4 separate regions of the Mus musculus genome follow, and regions 1, 2 and 3 are each linked to region 4. Evidence: chromatin contacts called from public promoter capture Hi-C data. All regions are on one chromosome and are shown on one strand. Each heading gives the region's core, a stretch centred on a gene start, on an enhancer-like site or on the middle of the called end of the contact. The rest is flanking DNA. Distances are from core to core; before and after follow the strand shown.

Evidence for each region. Promoter capture Hi-C pulls out the DNA fragments that hold promoters and counts their contacts. Capture Hi-C pulls out chosen DNA fragments and counts their contacts.
Region 1: a contact with region 4 is called in a promoter capture Hi-C map of pre-B cells, with 13 times the contacts expected there. The contact joins the promoter of Apip here to the promoter of Traf6 in region 4. A contact is called at or near these places in 7 of 39 promoter capture datasets (the 3T3-L1 cell line, the HPC-7 cell line, embryonic stem cells and 4 more), 11 of 484 Hi-C or Micro-C datasets (CD4 T cells, the N1E-115 cell line, cerebellar granule neurons and 6 more), 3 of 115 datasets of contacts at active chromatin or transcription factors (fibro-adipogenic progenitors, forebrain and large pre-B cells) and 2 of 9 other capture datasets (adipose tissue and liver).
Region 2: a contact with region 4 is called in a promoter capture Hi-C map of liver, with 4 times the contacts expected there. The contact joins the promoter of Abtb2 here to the promoter of Traf6 in region 4. A contact is called at or near these places in 1 of 39 promoter capture datasets (pre-B cells) and 1 of 9 other capture datasets (liver).
Region 3: a promoter capture Hi-C map of embryonic stem cells shows a contact between it and region 4, with 9 times the contacts expected there. The contact joins the promoter of Cd44 here to the promoter of Traf6 in region 4. A contact is called at or near these places in 1 of 39 promoter capture datasets (embryonic stem cells) and 1 of 115 datasets of contacts at active chromatin or transcription factors (large pre-B cells).

The regions. Positions count from the first base shown.
Region 1 is chr2:103,071,431-103,075,689 of GRCm38.p6, forward strand. Apip (APAF1 interacting protein) reads left to right here and starts at 2,245. Exons shown (of 7, transcript NM_019735.4): 1 at 2,245-2,411. The coding sequence starts at 2,358. It overlaps Pdhx (pyruvate dehydrogenase complex, component X), which reads right to left and starts at 2,083. Exons shown (of 11, transcript NM_175094.5): 1 at 1,860-2,083. The coding sequence starts at 2,019.
Region 2 is chr2:103,564,706-103,569,119 of GRCm38.p6, forward strand. Abtb2 (ankyrin repeat and BTB (POZ) domain containing 2) reads left to right here and starts at 1,605. Exons shown (of 17, transcript NM_178890.3): 1 at 1,605-2,904. The coding sequence starts at 2,022.
Region 3 is chr2:102,899,558-102,903,957 of GRCm38.p6, forward strand. Cd44 (CD44 antigen) reads right to left here and starts at 2,108. Exons shown (of 9, transcript NM_001039151.1): 1 at 1,711-2,108. The coding sequence starts at 1,789.
Region 4 is chr2:101,676,120-101,680,613 of GRCm38.p6, forward strand. It overlaps Traf6 (TNF receptor-associated factor 6), which reads left to right and starts at 2,301. Exons shown (of 7, transcript NM_001303273.1): 1 at 2,301-2,501.

The DNA of each region.
Region 1 (4,259 bases), core at 995-3,494, 1.4 Mb after region 4:
AGATGAACGTGGATGGAGGTTGTTATCAACTGATCCTGAGATGGGGAAAAATCCATTATCCTGCTGGGCCCAACATAGCAACAAGACTTCATCCTCTCGATGGAAGCGAGGTAGGAGGAAGTGTGGAGAGATACAAGTGTGCTCAATACTAGACTCGCTGTTACTGAGCTGGAGGAGAGACAGGAACTAAGAGCCCACAAATCTGAGAAGGCTTTGGATGGAAAAAAAAAAGCAAAAACAAACAAACAAACAAACAAACTAAAACAAAACAAAACAAGGAAACAGATTGCCTACTAGAACCTCCAAAGAAGACAATCCTGGCTAGACGCCTTGACTTTAGCCTAGTGAGATTCATTTTATACTTCTGACCCCAAAAGCTTTAAGACAATGAATGTGTACTTTAAGTGGATAGTGGGTAGTGATAATAAAACTACTCAGTTTGCCTTGGGATTCAGCACCATCTTCCTACAAATGATGCCGACAGACAAGGTGTTCAAGGTATCTACCCGGAGGTAGAGGATAAGTCCAGGTAAAATGCCAAGACTTAGCAGATGAAAACTATCCATGTGAATTTCTAAAGGCAGAAGCAGCTGACTCTAAGAAAAATCTTGGAAACTACTCATTTTTTGTGTCTAAGAACACACACTCTTTCCTTTTTAAACAGAGTTTAGGAAATTCACACTCTCAAAAAGACCTCACAAGCAAGGATAGGCCATTTCACAGGTATTTTTCCCAATCTAAGCTTTCATATTCCTCGATGTTTTGAGGCAGGGAGTCTCAAAAGTGTGCTCCATTAAACTCACAACAGTATAAGGTGCAGATTCCTGAGTCAGAGTTTCTGCTAAGTGTAGGCAAGTTCAGTTTTAACAAATGAGGACCAGGCAGAGAAAATATTATATACTATACAGTTAAAGACAATATCCAGGAAGTATTTATTAAACATTACTCCAAAAATGACTTAGGTAAATTGTCCCTATTAGCCCCTCTTTAGAAATCTCAGCACACGGATTTTATTGTTTTTCTTTTTCTTTTTTTTTGTTTTGTTTTGTGGCCTCAGACAGCTCAGAAAGTGTGGGCTAGGCCTACTGTACCAGGTGGTGGTAAGAATGATTACTTAAATGTCTAATGGTTTCTAAAACTGTTTTCTGTGCCCCCATCCTAACCCCCAGCCCATATTCATACACGTAAGGAAGAATAATGCCAGGTCTGCCATTTTATATGCTGTATGTTAAATAACGGAAGGACAGTGGGTATATCTCCGAGTTCAATATCACTGCTTAAGAACAATTTTATGTAATAGGCTGTATGAATTTCATGCCACATATTTTACTTGAAACATTCTAGCAATGTCTGTGATTCTGTATTTTCTAAGTTAAGTCTTGTATGCTGCATACATTAAGTGCAGTAAGATTTAAAGTTTTCCAATAGGGACAGGTCCTTTGAATGAATCAGTATGGGTAATAGTGGCTTTGAATGTATGGGCAGCTATATTACATTAGAGAGGAATGGTAAAATTAAAGAAATTTGACATGTGATTGATAAGGGTCTAAAATAGAGGGATTTAAAACAGACCCTCCCTAGGTGACATCGAAATTTCTCAAATTCTAAAGCAAGGTCACAGAGAAGCCATGTAGCCCTGAAGGCAGGCCAAGGACGGAACCATGCTCTCCCAAGTCTGAAGACAGTTCTTTTGCCGCATGCCATAGGCTAAGTCAGCAGGCCCGTTTCTGGGGGAGGTTGAAAGGAACAGGAAGAGTCCGCACTTAACCTCACAAACCGTGTCCCCAATCAAGAAAGCCCCTGACCCAGGCCCCATTGCTCAGCTAAAGAGAGAAGTGGAGCGAGCGCAAGCCACTCACCCTGCAGCAGCTGAGTACTGTGAAACCACCTCCAACTTGCTCCACGGTCGACAGGCCAAGCAGCAGCACCCTGAGCCAGTCCCAGGCTTCGACGGCTGCTAAATCCCAGAAGGTACCGAAGCAGCGGCTGGTTACAGTGAAGCCTCCAGGAGGCCGCCATCTTCCCGGCTTTCTCCGGGAAAGCTCGCAAGTCAACTAGATTGGCGGCCTCAAGGCCCGTCCAGGCCCCGCCTTGCATGGGCTGGCCCCGCCCACAGCGCACGCTCCCCGCCTTGGACTGGAGGACTAGTCCTTCTAACACCGCCTCCAACCTTCACGGGCACGCCCACCGGCCGGTTTGCGCCGCCGCAGATTCTCCAAAGGGACGAGGTCCCCCTCAGACTCCGCCTCTCACTCTTGCTCCGCCCCCAGGCTGCCCGCTCTGTCGCCTAATAGCGTTCTGCCGGCCGCTCAGACTTGGAACGAGCGCGGGACAGATAACGGAGCAGAGTCAGAACCATGTCTGGCTGTCAAGCTCAAGGAGACTGTTGCTCGCGGCCGTGTGGCGCGCAGGTAAGGACGGCGGTCTACAGCAGGCGAGGTGGGGTCACGGGCCGCGGGGTGGGGCTTCGGCCAGGAGCTCTAGGCGGCTAATTCCTAACCCAGTCCGCGAAAGTCAGAGGCCCCTCTGTGCTAGTAGGACTGCTCTACCGGAATTGTCAGGCACCCCAAAGGGCACTCTTTTGGGCAGTTGTCCTTGCCTATCTTACTTGACGTTATGAGGTGGGAGCTCTTGGAAATGATTCTTCTTTAAGGAAAATGGGCCCTGGGGCAACATGGGTTTTCTTTCAGTTAAACAGGACGCAGGCTTATGAAATGCCTTCTAGTGCTAAGAAAATGGTGAACTAGCGAACTAGAAGAATAAACAGCTTCGATACTAACTGATAAGCCCTGCAGAAGACTCAGGGGAAGTCCACAAAATTATATCTTTACTAACCTTTCGTCTAGCCAAGGGGTCTCAATTTAAAATAAAACAGGAAATATTTAATGCAGAGCATCTGAACTATTATTGTCTTGGAATAAGTGGCTTTTCACAAATTCTTTATAAACCTTGAAATTAGGCACGACTGAAAGGGAGATTTTGCATATAGGACACAGGTCCCTGGTGGCCATCCCTATATATGGAGAACGAGGAAAGTAGAAGCAATGTATCAGAATCAAGGTGCATTGATAGCAGACATGTTTGTCATCCCTTATTAGTAAATCTTGGTGACGGTCATCATAGAAATACAGATTTTTTTTTCATACTAAGTGTTGTGCCAGATCAGCAAAATAACCTGTGATTCAAGAGCTGTGATTGAATTTATCAAGACAGAAAATAGCCACATACAAAAAAGAAGCTGAAGATGTTTTTCAAGTATAGAAGGAGAAGTGGGTGGTTTCAGATGGTGATTTGTCAAAGACTTTTGAATACCTAGCATTTTAGATTGGCCCATATTTTGAGGAAACCACAAAGAAAACTCTAGGACCACCATATACCTCAACTAGAGATCTCATTACATGTCTCTAGCCTCTTCTTGCTGTTTGGAGGTATAGACGCAGTGTCAAATTCTGCTTTTTTGAGGGACACTTAGAAAGTCATATTCTGTGTGAAATTTCCTGATTCAAAAATGTTGGCTTGAGTTCTAAGTGTTGTGCAGATCAAATAAACGACTTTGGTCTGTGTTGGGGGGTGGGGGGTCACTATTGCTGTGGTGAAACACCATGACCAAAGAAAGCAACTTGGGGAGGAAAGGGTTTATGTTGCTTCTACTTCTACTTCACTGCTCATCATAGAAGGAAGTCCGGACAGGAGTACAGGCGAGCAGGAACCTGGAGGCAGGAACTGATACAGATGCATAGAGGGGTGCTGCTTACTGGCTTGCTCCCTCTGGCTTGCTCAGCCTGAACTCAGGACCACCAGTTCAGGGTGGCACCACTTACAACGAGCAGAGTCCTCCCTCATCAATCACTGTGAAACTCCTCTATAGGCATGCCTTCAGCCCATCTCATGGAGGCATTTTTTTTCAACCGAAGTTTCTGCCTCTCAGATGACCACAGCTTGTGCCCAGTTGACATAAAACTAGCCAACGTGAACCCCTTACTACTTTTTTTTTTTTTGTTAACGTATATGTATCCTTTAAGACTTAACTATGTGTTACCTGATTGGAAGGCTTCCCCAACAGTGAACAAAACAACCCAGCACAGTCCACAAGATATCAGTTTGAACCGTTTGATATTAGCCTTTTCTTAATGTAAGAAATACGGTCTTAGTGCACCCAGTGTTTATTGAGCAGAGCGCTATGGTATATGGTATATGGTATATGGTATATGGTATATGGTATTGTATAACTTACAAGAACATGTCTCTTGTTCCTTAGA
Region 2 (4,414 bases), core at 355-2,854, 1.9 Mb after region 4:
CACTCCAAATCACCTTTTTAGTTAATGTACCTTCCCAGTCAGCCTTTTGAAGAAAATGAACAAAGAAAAAAAAAAATTACTTCCTCTGGATATCCACTAGAGGACGATATTTCCTTTATTATATTTCTCATAATGGGTATTAAATCCATCAAACGGTTTTTCGTGTTTTCTGACAAGTTGAACCTCTAATTTAACTTCTAATTTCGCCTCTATAAAATGTGACTCTGTTAATTTGATGACTTATGCCTTGCACAGTACTTCCGTCCTTGACTCTGTTTCCAATTCTATGGCATCAGGAGGCAACGTCTCATGTACCCCAGGAAAGGAAAAAATTAAGTAAAACTGCCAAATAAAAAATCGCTTTATGGGGAAAGGGATCATTAATTTAAGGAAAGAGACAAACCAGACTTTTCTAGTTCGTATCCAACTCACGGCCCAAGGTCAGAACTGTAAAGTACAGCACAAAGGAGCTATTCAGGAGCTGGCGAAGAGGACTTGGGACGAACGTTGTGCACAATCCGCGCTTTGATTTTGCAGTCCTGCTGGAGGGGGGCTGGTGCACGCTTGTGCACGTGCGTGTGAATAGTTATGGAGGAGCAGCTGGTCCTCCGAGAGCTGGGCGTGGATCTATGCAATCAGTAGCTCTCTAGCGAGCCGCTTGGGGTGCACCTGGGCGCTACTGGAAGGACAGCAATTCACTGTACCCAGGAGGCACCGAGTCCCGAGGGGGAAGAAGACCTGCGGACCCGCACATCATGCCAGCAAGTCCTTAAAAGGGAACACCTGCATGCACGAGGTGTTCAGCGCAGGTCCTCGTTTTTCATCTGGTTCCTTGCAGGCACTCCCTCCCACCTTGGACAAAAAGGATCCGCCTGATAGTACACCGGTAGGAGGAAAGCCGTTCATTCTTTAGGTTTGGACTCCCACCTCCTAGATAATCCTTGGAAAACAGTGGACTGTAACAGTGGATACAGGGGTGTGATCACAGGCCTCTGAGTGCCGGGCTATTTTCAGGTCCCAGTTTAAGATAGTCTGTTTCGATTGGAGCCTAAAGTCAATATAAACAAAACTAGATAGATCTGAGAAGAGAAGCAGAGGTGCTCCCCTGCCCTCCAAACATAAATAGCTTTTCATTTCTCAAAAGAGAAGGAGGAGGGGCTTGGTAGAAAGTCGACAAGAAAGGTGAGTCGGGTCTCCTCCCAGTTTTCTTTTCCTACTGCCCTGGGCTGGGTGCTCACAGCTTTACAAGGAGCTGCCTGCCTAAGTCTAAAGCATAGAAGGCGGGAAAGGGACAGCACATAGGGGCTTTTCCTTTTCGTTTATCTTTTAATCCTCAGCGCTGGGGCCTGTTTTCGGGTTCCCCCGGCTTTCTGGGTCTCTGCGCCCCACCTCCTTGCCAGCTCGCTCGCTTGTTCTCCCCACCCAACCCCCTCAGCCATACCCACCCGCTACACCCCATTCTCGGTGATTTGCATATTTCCCGCCCCTCTCGGAAACCATTGGCATAGCCCTTGCCCGGCGTGGCTGATGATTGGTGAACCGCCCGGGTGTATTTGCATGCGGGCCGCTCCAGAGGACCTATCTGTGTCTGTAACCCGCGCCCCGTAGAAGTTTGTGGAGCGCTTTCTCAGCGGCTGGTCCCAGACGGACCTCGGGCGCCTCGCTCTTCGGTGGCCGCCCCGTTTTCTCGGGATTCTTTCTGTGGTGATGGACTCTCCGGACGCTCTGTAAGGGAAGCTGAGAGCTGGCGGCGCGAGTTCAGAGGAGGAGGGCTGGGAAGTCCGTTCGCTGACAGCGGCGCGACTGAACGCGGACGGCGTCGGGCTCCGGCCGGCTGAGAGCTTCGCCTACCTTCCCGCGGCCTGTGCGCGGGCGATGCTGCGGCCCCGAGGCGCGGCGCGGCGAGCACGGAGGGCGCCTCCGAGAGCCTAGAGCTGGTTTCCGCCCCCTTCCCCCGGGGCAAGTGGGCATGGAACAGTGAGAGCCCCTCGCTCGGCGAGGCCGCGCGCGGAGGCTCCCCCATGGCCGGGACATACAGCTCCACATTGAAGACTCTGGAGGACTTGACCTTGGACTCCGGGTATGGGGCCGGCGACTCCTGCCGCTCGCTCAGCCTTTCGTCTTCCAAGTCCAACTCGCAGGCGCTCAACTCTTCGGCGCAGCAGCACCGCGGGGCGGCCTGGTGGTGCTACTCCGGCTCCATGAACAGCCGCCACAACAGCTGGGACACGGTGAACACAGTGCTGCCCGAGGATCCCGAAGTGGCCGACCTCTTCTCCCGCTGCCCGCGGCTCCCGGAGCTGGAGGAGTTCCCTTGGACCGAGGGAGACGTGGCCCGGGTGCTCCGCAAAAGCGTCGGCGGCCGGAGGCTGCCCTCGTTCTCCGCCGAGGCTGTGAGACGCTTGGCCGGACTCCTCCGCCGGGCGCTCATCCGCGTGGCCCGGGAGGCGCAGCGCCTTAGCGTGCTGCACGCTAAGTGCACCCGCTTCGAGGTGCAGAGTGCGGTGCGCCTGGTGCACAGCTGGGCGCTGGCCGAGAGCTGCGCACTGGCAGCGGTCAAGGCGTTGTCCCTCTACAGCATGAGCGCTGGGGATGGGCTGCGCCGCGGCAAGTCGGCGCGCTGCGGCCTCACTTTCTCCGTGGGCCGCTTCTTCCGTTGGATGGTGGACACTCGCATCTCCGTGCGCATCCATGAGTACGCGGCCATCTCGCTAACGGCTTGCATGGAGAACCTGGTGGAGGAGATCCGGGCCAGGGTGCTGGCGAGCCAGAGCCCAGATGGCGGAGGGGCAGGAGGTGGAGAGGTATCCGCTGAGGCCTTGGAGATGGTCATCAACAACGACGCCGAGCTCTGGGGAGTCCTGCAACCCTATGAGCATCTCATCTGTGGCAAGAACGCCAATGGTAAGCACGAGGGGGGTGTGGGTGAAGGGAACCTTGACCTACAGGCTGGGTGGGCCACCCCAGGAGTGGATTTTCTTAGGAGCAAGCTGTGAAGTGAACCACCGGAATTCTGGGAGAATTCTTAAGTGGAAATCTTGTCAAAGGTTGTTTTAGGTGTCTAACTTTTGAGGATAAAGTTGTGGTTAGTGTTCTGTTGACTGTACACTAATTGAGTGAGAATGGGTGCGTGGACCAAACTACTCCTGAACCCTCTAAAGTGAGTCTTGCTGCCCTGCTACGGTTTTCCCTGTTAGTTGGATCTCTAGGAGTCTATTTTCACCTCACCATAGGTAGATTGTGGTTCTTCTGGTGTTGTCTCAGCACTGTGGCAGCAAGCAGCCCAGGGGTCTGTACTCTCAACACCTGAGCCTTGGATAAATGGGATGGGTAGATTAGAATGGAGAGCCCAGTTTCTGGTGCTGCACCCTGGGCTTAATGGTGCTCATAGTCAGGCCTCTTGACAGGAGGTGGAGGGAGAGCTCCCAGCTCTTAATACTATGTGCCCAGAGGTGAGGGAAACCAGAGACTCTTGAGTCTGCTTCCCAGAAAGAGCCACACGCTGGCTTCTGGGGCTGAATTTTCCAGCTGTCATTAGCCAAGTAAGCATTTGATTAAAACCTCATGTTAAATTAAATGCACAACCTTTTAGGCTTTCCTGAAAGGAAAGATGACAGGCTCAGTAAACCGCATTATGGGAATGGAGTGTGGGGGATGGGCAGCTGCACGGCGCGGAGTCTAGAAAACTAAGCACTGGGTAGCTGCACCCCAACTGAAGGCATTGCAAGGCTTCAGAGCCAAGGGTGAAAACAAAGCACTTGCCGTTTGCTATGGCAGTTTAGAGCACGACATGCATTCAACAGCAGACTGCTTATCTGACACCAGCTTCAGGGGTGGCCACCATGTATTATTTAAGATGGACCAACCTTATGGTCCAATTGGAAGGGTCACTTTGTGTGCAGCTTTCAGTGGCAAATAAGCAGGTAATGGAGGAGACCAGGTGGATCCTGGAAAGGGAGAAAAGTCAAATTAGACGTGGCTTAACATACTCATGGTAGCTAAACTTTAGAACAATGTGGCTTAACATACTCTGGATAGCAAAATTTAGAACGATAAAATGTAGAATACCAGTAATAGTCACTGTACTTAGCACTCTGTATATGATGACCACTTTTATAAACTAGCCAGTGTCTATTGGCAGTGTGAAACTGTGAACTGTGTGTTTAGGTTTCTGTCCCCATTTTCTGCATACAACCCCTAAAATTCCTGGAATCTCCAAAATGAAAATATATTCTTGTATGGCAATGACTAAGTAAGAGCTTGCTACCTGTAGGTAGTTTCAGGGTGGGGATTAGTCACCAGAAAGAATAAAGCAGTCTTTAAAGGGTTAGTACCTTCTGACTTCTATCCCCAGCCTCCCACAAGAGGGGTGAGGCAAGACAGAAGGTTAAATTGATGATCAATCAATGGCCAA
Region 3 (4,400 bases), core at 858-3,357, 1.2 Mb after region 4:
AGCCTGCTGGCCTCAGAACCTGACTCCAGGGGGGGTTGGAAGGGCAACAGGTATCTGGGAGTAGACCTTTTAGAATAGCCGGGAGACAGGCCAGGAAAATGTGGGAGTTCGGCTCCTCAGCCCCAACAAAGGTGGGAGCAGTGTGCCAACCTTCCTCCTGTCCTCTGAGGTCAGGTCCAGGCTCTCTCTGTCCTTCCCTCATCCATCCTGAATGTTTCTGCCTTCCAATGGATCCTAGGAGCTCTGGCTCCCTATGGGAGCCTCCACTGCAGCCTCTGCTGGCTAGACTGTTACTGTCCCTGAAGGTCTTTTCAACTTTGTCTAGCACTTGCTTTTAGATATCCCATGGCAGTCTAAGCTAGGGAACTTAATGAACCCAAGTTCACACCCAGCCCCACTCCTTGCTGTGTGACTAGGGGAAGTCACCTAACCTCTCTGAGCCTCTGTTTCCCTACTGGTAAGGTGTTGGGGGGAGCATTTGTCACCAAATCACCATGAGGATAAAATGAGATAGCTTATGTGAATTACCTAACATAGCACAGCAAAGAACACACACACAAATGGCCAATAGTGTCCTACTGCAATTATTATTTGCATTACTTCTGCATCAGCATTCAAAATTTAACATTCAACAATGGAGGTGCGATTTTCTAATCCCAACGTACCATGTCTAAAAAGAAAAAAAAACCCAGTTTGGCACCCCTTACCCCCAGAACTGGATTTAGTAATTCTTGTTGAGAGGAACTCACTGAAGTCTGAGCTGACTTAATGACCTAGCTGGCACTTCTTCAAAGAAAATTTAACTATGCTGATGATAACCAAAGCCTTCGTGGAATTATCTGTTCATATATAGATAAAGGAGGGGGGACGCTTGAAAATGAGCCATACTGGATATTTGGCCCAAGCTCCTCCTCTCCACAGCCACCAAAGTCACCAACCACATTTAGATGGGATATTAGGGACTGCGCTAAAGTTCACAGGTTACCCTGATACAGGTCCCCTCCTGCTCTGAGGCTGCCAGGCAGCAAATATGAACCCTGTTGCTGTTTGACTTTGCCTAGACTGCAAGCACTGCGCGGCTGGTCGAATTATTGCTCCGGTTATGTGTCCTCCTTGGTCCATGTTGGAACCTTTAGGCCACTCAGAGCCTCACACAAACCAGTTCAAACTCCCACAAGCTAAAATAAAGCCGTTGGTGACCAAAGCTGACTTTAAGAGCCCCGAAAACTAGTCAAAGCTGGGACCCACTGTCTTCAGCTTTTCAAGGCTCCTTTCTGAAAAGCTCATTGCCCAATCTCTGGCCTGTAGCTATGTGCACACCTTGGGGAGTGCTCTACAGGTCTGTTCCAGTGTCTGCCTCTACCTGCCTAGCCACAGTTAGCCAGGCTTGGGGAGCCCTTGAGCACCAGAGCCTGTTAGTCGGGACAGAGGCTGCGGGCATCCAAGAGTACAGTTACTTTTGAGCCATGTGCTCCAGCAAGCATGGGGACCTCGCCCAAAATCTGCGGGCAACTTGCCCAGCAAACTTTCTTCTCCCTTTCTCTTTTCCTTTCACCAAAGCAGCACTTCCCAGGCGTAAACTCTTTCCAATAGCATAGCCCCAAATCCCAGCTTTGCTTTGCTAGCCCAATTCACTACAGTCCCTCCCCAGGGCGATTCAACCCAGAGGCATCCAGCTGGAGTCCTCAGGCGCGGTGGCGGGCCACTCACCGATCTGCTGATGTGGATGTGCCAGGCTCAACTGCAAGAGGCAAAGTCCCCAAGCTGTGTGCCACCAAAACTTGTCCATGGCGTGCTGGATGAAACGGAGGGATCTAGTCGCCTCTGGAAAAGGGTCGTGGGGAGAAGGGCAACGAGGGTGAATGGAACCTGTCACTGGCTGGGGGCTGCTGGGCAATGAGACCGCTTCGGAAGTTGGCTGTGGTTTTTATTCCAGGCTTTGAAAGAGTGAGTGACCTAAGAGGGAGGGAGCGCGCGAAGGACACACCCAAAGCGAGGGGGCTGTGACTAAGCAGCCAACGGAAGTTTAAAGACACACCAGCCTGCTTTCGCTACTGCCCCTGCACTCCTGCCCTGCTCTCTTGGACAGAAGAGAATGGCCGCCCCCCTCCCCCCCCCAGCCCCCGTGCGCCCACGTTCTCCAGGGCCACTCCACAGGCTTCCTACCCTGGCCCAGCCTACCAGCCTATGAGAAGCGCTGCCTGGGACAAGGAGAATGACTGAGTTCTAAGACCTCGCCCCTCTCAGTTAAATCTTCCAGTTTCTCCTTTGCCACTAAACTTGGGAACCTGGCTAGGGAAAGACTGGTTTTCCCAGGAAGCTGAGGAAGCTGGACTTATCTTAGGGAGGAACTGAAGAAAGAAAGAGGCTGAAGGGAGAGAGAGAGAGAGAGAGAGAGAGAGAGAGAGAGAGGGAGAGGGAGAGATCCATCCTAGTGGAGAGTGCTTTCCTGGCCAGGGTGGGGACTGAAAAGTGGGGAACTTGTGGGAGTGTTCTTTCCTCTTTCCCTCTGAGAGAAGTCCAAACCGCTCATCTGATCTTTGATCCGGGGAAAACCCAAGGGTGCTCAACACATTTCATTCATGCTCTCAAAATATCTACCAATTTCTTAAATCCTTCTCGGACTCACAATCCACCCATCCATTCCTCTGTCCACCCATCTTCCTTCTGCAAATGCACTAATCTAGCCATACTACACCTGCCCACCAATTCTTGTATTCGCCCACCTGCACAACTTTTCAATCCTTTTCACACCCCTCCTCAGCTCATATCTGTTCATCATATTTCCTATCCATCCCGACGCACATACATGGTTCCCGTCTCTCATTCTACCCATCCCCATATCCACTCACACATTTAACTGTTCTTTCTTGTTTACATTTTATATTCTCTTTGCTGCAAACTTTAATACATTCAAATTCCCCTTTACATCTTGATACATTTCAAAGAGGGATGCACATTTGCCATAGTCTTCAAGGGAGAAATCTCAAGGCTGAAAATCGGGGAAAATCGTATGTAAAATTGCAATTCCCTATCTTCTCTAATACCCTGCAAGTTGCAATTTGGATATCAAAAGCTCTGTTTATTTTTAATGTGAACTAAATCTGAGTGGACTTCTTGCTGAATGAGAAACACAGAAGGCATGGCCAGGGCAGGACCCGGAATGAATCATGCCAGAATTTCTGAAGGAAAATGATATTTTGGGATTTACTGAAAGAAACTGAGAAAGTGAGAGAAATGTACACAGCCACCTGTCCATCCATTTATTCATCAAGCACGTAATGAGTGCCAGAGGGTTTCAAGAGAAGCAATCCTGGTTTGGTCTAGGCACTAGCTCCCACACAAGCCAGTGGCTGCTGCAGTATAAAATATACTGCAAACTACAGCTAGGACTGGGAAGATGGCACAGTGATAAAGTGCTTGCTGCCAAGCATGGGACAAGTTAGATCCTTGGAACCCACATGGTGCCTTAGGCAAGTTGTCCTCTACCTGTCACAGGCCTGCCACATACACACAATTAATAACTGTTAAAATGATTAAAAATAATCATTTTATTTTTCAGCCAGCTTTTTCTGTGTATAGACTAAAAGTATTCGTAAGAATTGCATTTGTTCCGAGTATCTACAAGCTTTTTGCTTTTGACTATTTTGTGAACCACACAACTTAACTGCTATGTATCACATATATAATACACGACATTCCACTTTGTTAGGTACTACAAATATGCAGCAGCGATTAGAAGAATATGTGTGGGTTATATGTAAATACTGAGCCATTTTACATAAGGGAATTCATCTTCTGAAGGTTGCATATGAAGCTTGGGTTTTCTGAAAGTGATCTGCTGAGAAGGATCTCTGTCTGTCTCTGTCTGTCTCTGTCTGTCTCTGTCTGTCTCTGTCTGTCTCTGTCTGTCTGTCTCTGTCTGTCTCTGTGTCTGTCTGTCTCTCTGTCTGTCTCTGTCTGTCTCTGTCTGTCTCTGTCTGTCTCTGTCTGTCTGTCTCTGTCTGTCTCTGTCTGTCTCTGTCTGTCTCTGTCTGTCTGTCTCTGTCTGTCTGTCTCTGTCTGTCTCTGTCTGTCTGTCTCTGTCTGTCTCTATCTCTGTCTGTCTCTGTCTGTCTCTGTCTCTGTCTGTCTCTGTCTCTTTCTGTGTGTGTGTGTGTATGTGTGTGTATGTGTGTGTGTGTGTGTGTGTGTTTAGGATGCCACCAGTCCTGCAGTCCGAGGAAAGAAGTCACAATATTTTCTTGGAAACACTAATGTGACATCTCAAGAAAGATGATACTTTGGGCCAAGGTGTGGAAAGAAAATGAATCCTTGAGACATTGCTGGGACAGGTCCCCCGCAGGGAGTTCTCTTGTTGAGGAGTAACAGGCATTCAAAACTAGAGTACCTATCTCTCA
Region 4 (4,494 bases), core at 1,051-3,550:
CCAGTTTTGCTGAGGAGCAGAGCCAGAAGTGCAACTTCGGTATTCTGATTGGTCTTATCAGAAGAGAGGCTAAGAAGGAAATGTGTCTAAAAAATGGGTGGGATTGCACTTCAAATGCAACTATACCATCTCATTGACTTAAGACAAAAACGCTTCTTCCCTGCTCATCTTTTCCAAAGTAGAGGCTGACTTTCCAAGGTGACTCCCCCCTCCTCATGACACAAGAACTTACTTCTTCCTTCTGAAAGCTTCTTTCTCCTTGGTCTCCAGGGTTGTAATGGTTAATCTTGACTATCAACTTGATTGAGAAATACTTAGGTTGGTAAAGATGCCATTAATTAGAGCATCAGTTGACTGCTGGGAAAGGATAACACTCTGAAAAGTGGGTCTGGACTGAGAAGGTCGGTAGTGAGTATGGGGAAGCTTCAGTGTCTTGCTCTGGTCTTTTCCTCTCCCCCTCCCTCCCTCCCCCACCCTCTGCTTCCTGGCTTCTGTCCTGTGAGCTGTTCACCCTCTGCTCTGCTGTACACTCTTTGCTGTGGATTTATATGTCTGAAACTGGGAGCTAAGATTAAATGTTTTCTTCCTTAAGTTCCTCCTGTCACATATTTTGGTTACAGCTTTACAAAAGGAACTGACATGGTCATTAAACATAGGCAGCAGCATGGATGGAATCAGACGACAGGAGTCCTTCTCCATCACAGCTCGAGTCCTGACTTTCTCATGGCCCTGCCTGACTGCAAGCAGACAGAGATGTATACGTTCCCTATGCCCAAGACTCTCTATTATACAAAAAGTAGTAGGGTGTGTATAGGACTTGCAGAATTAGGATGAGGTCCCCCCCAAGAACATTCAGAAAAACAGTTTAAAGAAATGAACACAGAGCCGGGCGTGGTGGTGCACACCTTTAATCCCAGCACTTAGGAGGCAGAGGCAGGCGGATTTCTGAGTTCGAGGCCAGCCTGGTCTACAAAGTGAGTTCCAGGACAGCCAAGGCTACACAGAGAAACCCTGTGTTAAAAAACCAACCAACCAACAAACAAACAAACAAACAAAAACAAAAAGAAATAAACACAGAACACCTGATCTTTTTGAAAGCCTCTTGCTAAGTTCTCCCACATCAATTTTTTTTATTAGTTCACCTTGACAACAGTGTGTAAGGTACCACCCATGATGTAAACCTGTTCTATGATTTAGGAAGTGGAAGCTTGTAATGTCTGTCACGTGACTAACTTGCTCCAGAGGTCACACTAATAAATGAAGGAAATCCAATGCCCTGCCTTTTCTTTTCTCTGTGCCTCTCTCTCTCTCTTTTTTGTAGTGTGCGCATGTGTGTGTGTGTGTATGTGTATGTACGTGCACTTGCACACATGTGCATTATGTGCATGCCATTGTGTGCACTTGTAGTTCAGAGGACAACTTTTGGCAATAGGTTCTCTTCTACGGTGTAGGTTCTGGAGTTCCAGCGCATATCGTCAGGACTAAAGTCATGTTTCTTTACCCGCTGAGACATCTCACTGGTCCTTTACCCACCACTGACTTTGTAAGATGATCCCTTTTTGCATACCTCAGGAGTTTACTTATATAAGTGGAGGGGACAGCTATACGCAGAGTATTGCAATTCAACTTGCTTCCTTCTACTTCTTAAACTGCGTGATGAGCACACAGAAGCCTGGGTGTAGCTTTTTATACTCTTCATGCCTTAAACATTTCAAAGCACTTTTTAAAGGGGATAGAGGAAGAATTGAGTTTGAGTTGTACTAGATTCTTATGTTTGAAAGAATCCTTCTACTAAGATGTCAGCAAAAGATAGTATTATTGATATTTACTGCACATATTATTTCCTAGATGATTTTAAATAACTTATTTACATGTATCTACTTACCTTACCTAACAGCCTTAATACACAATAATACCTTTCATATCAGATGGAGAAGATGAGTCAAATTTTCAGATGAGGGTGAAAATCTTTTGGGCATCTATTGCATTGTGCCAGTTACAATCCGTAGATATTTGCATCCAGTTAAACTGAGAACTCAAAATAGCTCTCCCGTGACAATGTTGGAGAATGGGATCATGCAGATGGCAGCAATTGTGAAGAAATGTTTCATGCATGAGACGACTGTTTTGCACTGGTCCGAGGAAGGGCTACGTGATTAATGTAAGGTTCTGCCTATTGAGAAAACTTCTTTGCGAGGAAGGGCGGGGTAAGGCTTCAGCGTGGAGGACCACAGACAGGGGGCGGCCTCTCCCGCGGGGCCTCTTTGTCCCGGGGCGCGCTCCCCTCCCCTTGCTGCTCCTAGCGAGCTGAGAAGGCGGAAGCAGCGGCGGCCGCGGCTGGGGCTGAGGCTCCGGCCGTCGGCGGACGCAGCAGCCGCGGCCCACGAGCCGGGAGTTTGGCGTCGGAGCCACTTGGTCTCGGAGTGCCGTGTATGTAGGCGACGCGGCGCAGCCCGGGGAAGCCTTCCCAGTTGGTTGTGAAGTCTCAGCGTGTACGATCGGTGAGTGAGCGGCTTCGAACTAGAGTTCCGGCGGCCGCGGGCCCGGGAGAGTCACCCCCGGTTCCCCACGGGACAGGGACCTGTCGCCGCGAGCCCTCGCTTCCCACAGATAGGACTGGCCATCTCCACGTCCTCCCTCGGGTCCGGGACTCCGCCCCCTTGCCCCCTCTCGTCTGGGTAGCCCTGGGACCCCCTGTCTCAGCACAAAGCCACCTCTGTCCCTGTCGCCTGACAGGTGCAGGATGCGCCCACAGTCCTCCCACGAGCCGGAGGAGCCCTCTGTGCCCTCCCCGGGACTGCGGGTCTCCCCTGCTCTAGCCCCACAGGTCCTGAACCCGCCCCTGGTTTAGGAGCCTCTCCTGGCGTTTCTGTCGCCTTCCGGCACACGGCATCCCTCTCCCCAGCCCCTCTCTTCCTCACCTGGTGTTTTCCCCTGTCCGGGGAAGGAAATCGCCTGCTGGGTTTTCCCGTCCCTTCCAGCTTAAATTAAGAAAAGAAAAGAAAAGAAAAGAAAAGAAAAGAAAAGAAAAGAAGAAAAGAGAAAATCCCTTCAAACTCCCAGAGTGCAGGGGAAAACTTTTTGTGTGCCCTTTTAAATTCGAGAGCGGTTCTAACCTAAGCAGCAAGTTTAAAAAAAAAAAAAGTACGCTGACACCAATGTTCCCCTCCCCACCCCTGCGCTCTCTCGATTGTTCCAGACGCCGTGTTGCTAAAGCTGTTCCTAGTATTTGGCTTCAGGGGAACTCCGGATGAGACTTAGACTGTCTTTGTGTGTGAACAGAAAGCACCTAACGCTTGGATGTATAGGATTAGCTTGTTTTCTGAGAGCAGTCCGCTAGCCTGTGACAGACGTCTAGAAACGAGAACAATTTGTCACAGCCGAAGTATTATATTGGCTTTGAGACTTGAGCTGCTGGCCTTTCATACCTCCTTTGAGGATGCCGGGGTGGGGAGAGCTCTTTTTGGTTTTTGAAATGGAGGGTAAAGAGGTGTCATGTGACTCGAGGAAAGTGTTTGAACCAGTGGCTTAGCCACATGATAGATACAAGAATCATATTTGAGTTTCAGCCTTGATGCCCTGTATATACTATTTCAGTATTATAGCCCTGTTTTACTTGATATCTGCTCCTCATCAGTTTTAGTCACTTGACTTGTATAAAAGAGGGTCCAAAATTCTTGGGTTTTAGAGATGCGAACAATCTTCGAGTAAGGAAAAGATCCTTGAATTTGAGTTCAAAGGTAAATTACATCAATCGAATGTTTGTATTATTTCTTAACCATTGTAACACATTTTCGGATCTTTGTATTTTAAGAATGGATTTTTAAGGATTTGGTAAATGGTTGCTGTTAGTAAAGTTTGGGTTTGATTTTTTTTTAACAGAATTATTTACTCTGTGTGTGTGTGTGTGTGTGTGTGTGTGTGTGTGTGTGTAGGCCTTCTAACATAGGCTCGCCTATGGAGGTCACAGGGCAATCGGTGGGCCCCATCTAGTGAGCTCTTTATAGTAGAGAATTAAAGGTAACTTGTCAGTATTTTCTTCTACGAAGTTTTGATTTATGAATTATATGTTATTTATATATGCACTCCAGCTGACTTAGAATGTGTAGGCAAGGCATTTGACAGCATTGTCTCTGAATTATAAACTGTACCTAGATAGAGATCTGTAGATAGAAGCCATGACTTCTGACAAGGCTGATTTTCTTATTAATGCACTGTGTCGTTGAGAGAGGTTGGTAATGGTTACCTCCACGGCGTTTCATTAAAGCCTGCCTTGCTAGGTTGTAAGGGCCAAACAACTGCAGTCATGAAGGACCAGATTAAAGAAAGACTTGAATTCTGCCCCTTCTGTTCATGGATAGAGCCACCTAAATAAGCTCTTTTTTAAAAAGCTGTGAAAAATATTTATACCAAAACATATGAACTTATTTTAGTGACTTTGGATCTCAATTTTGTAGCATCTCATAAAGGGACTCCCCAGAGCATAATGTTTCT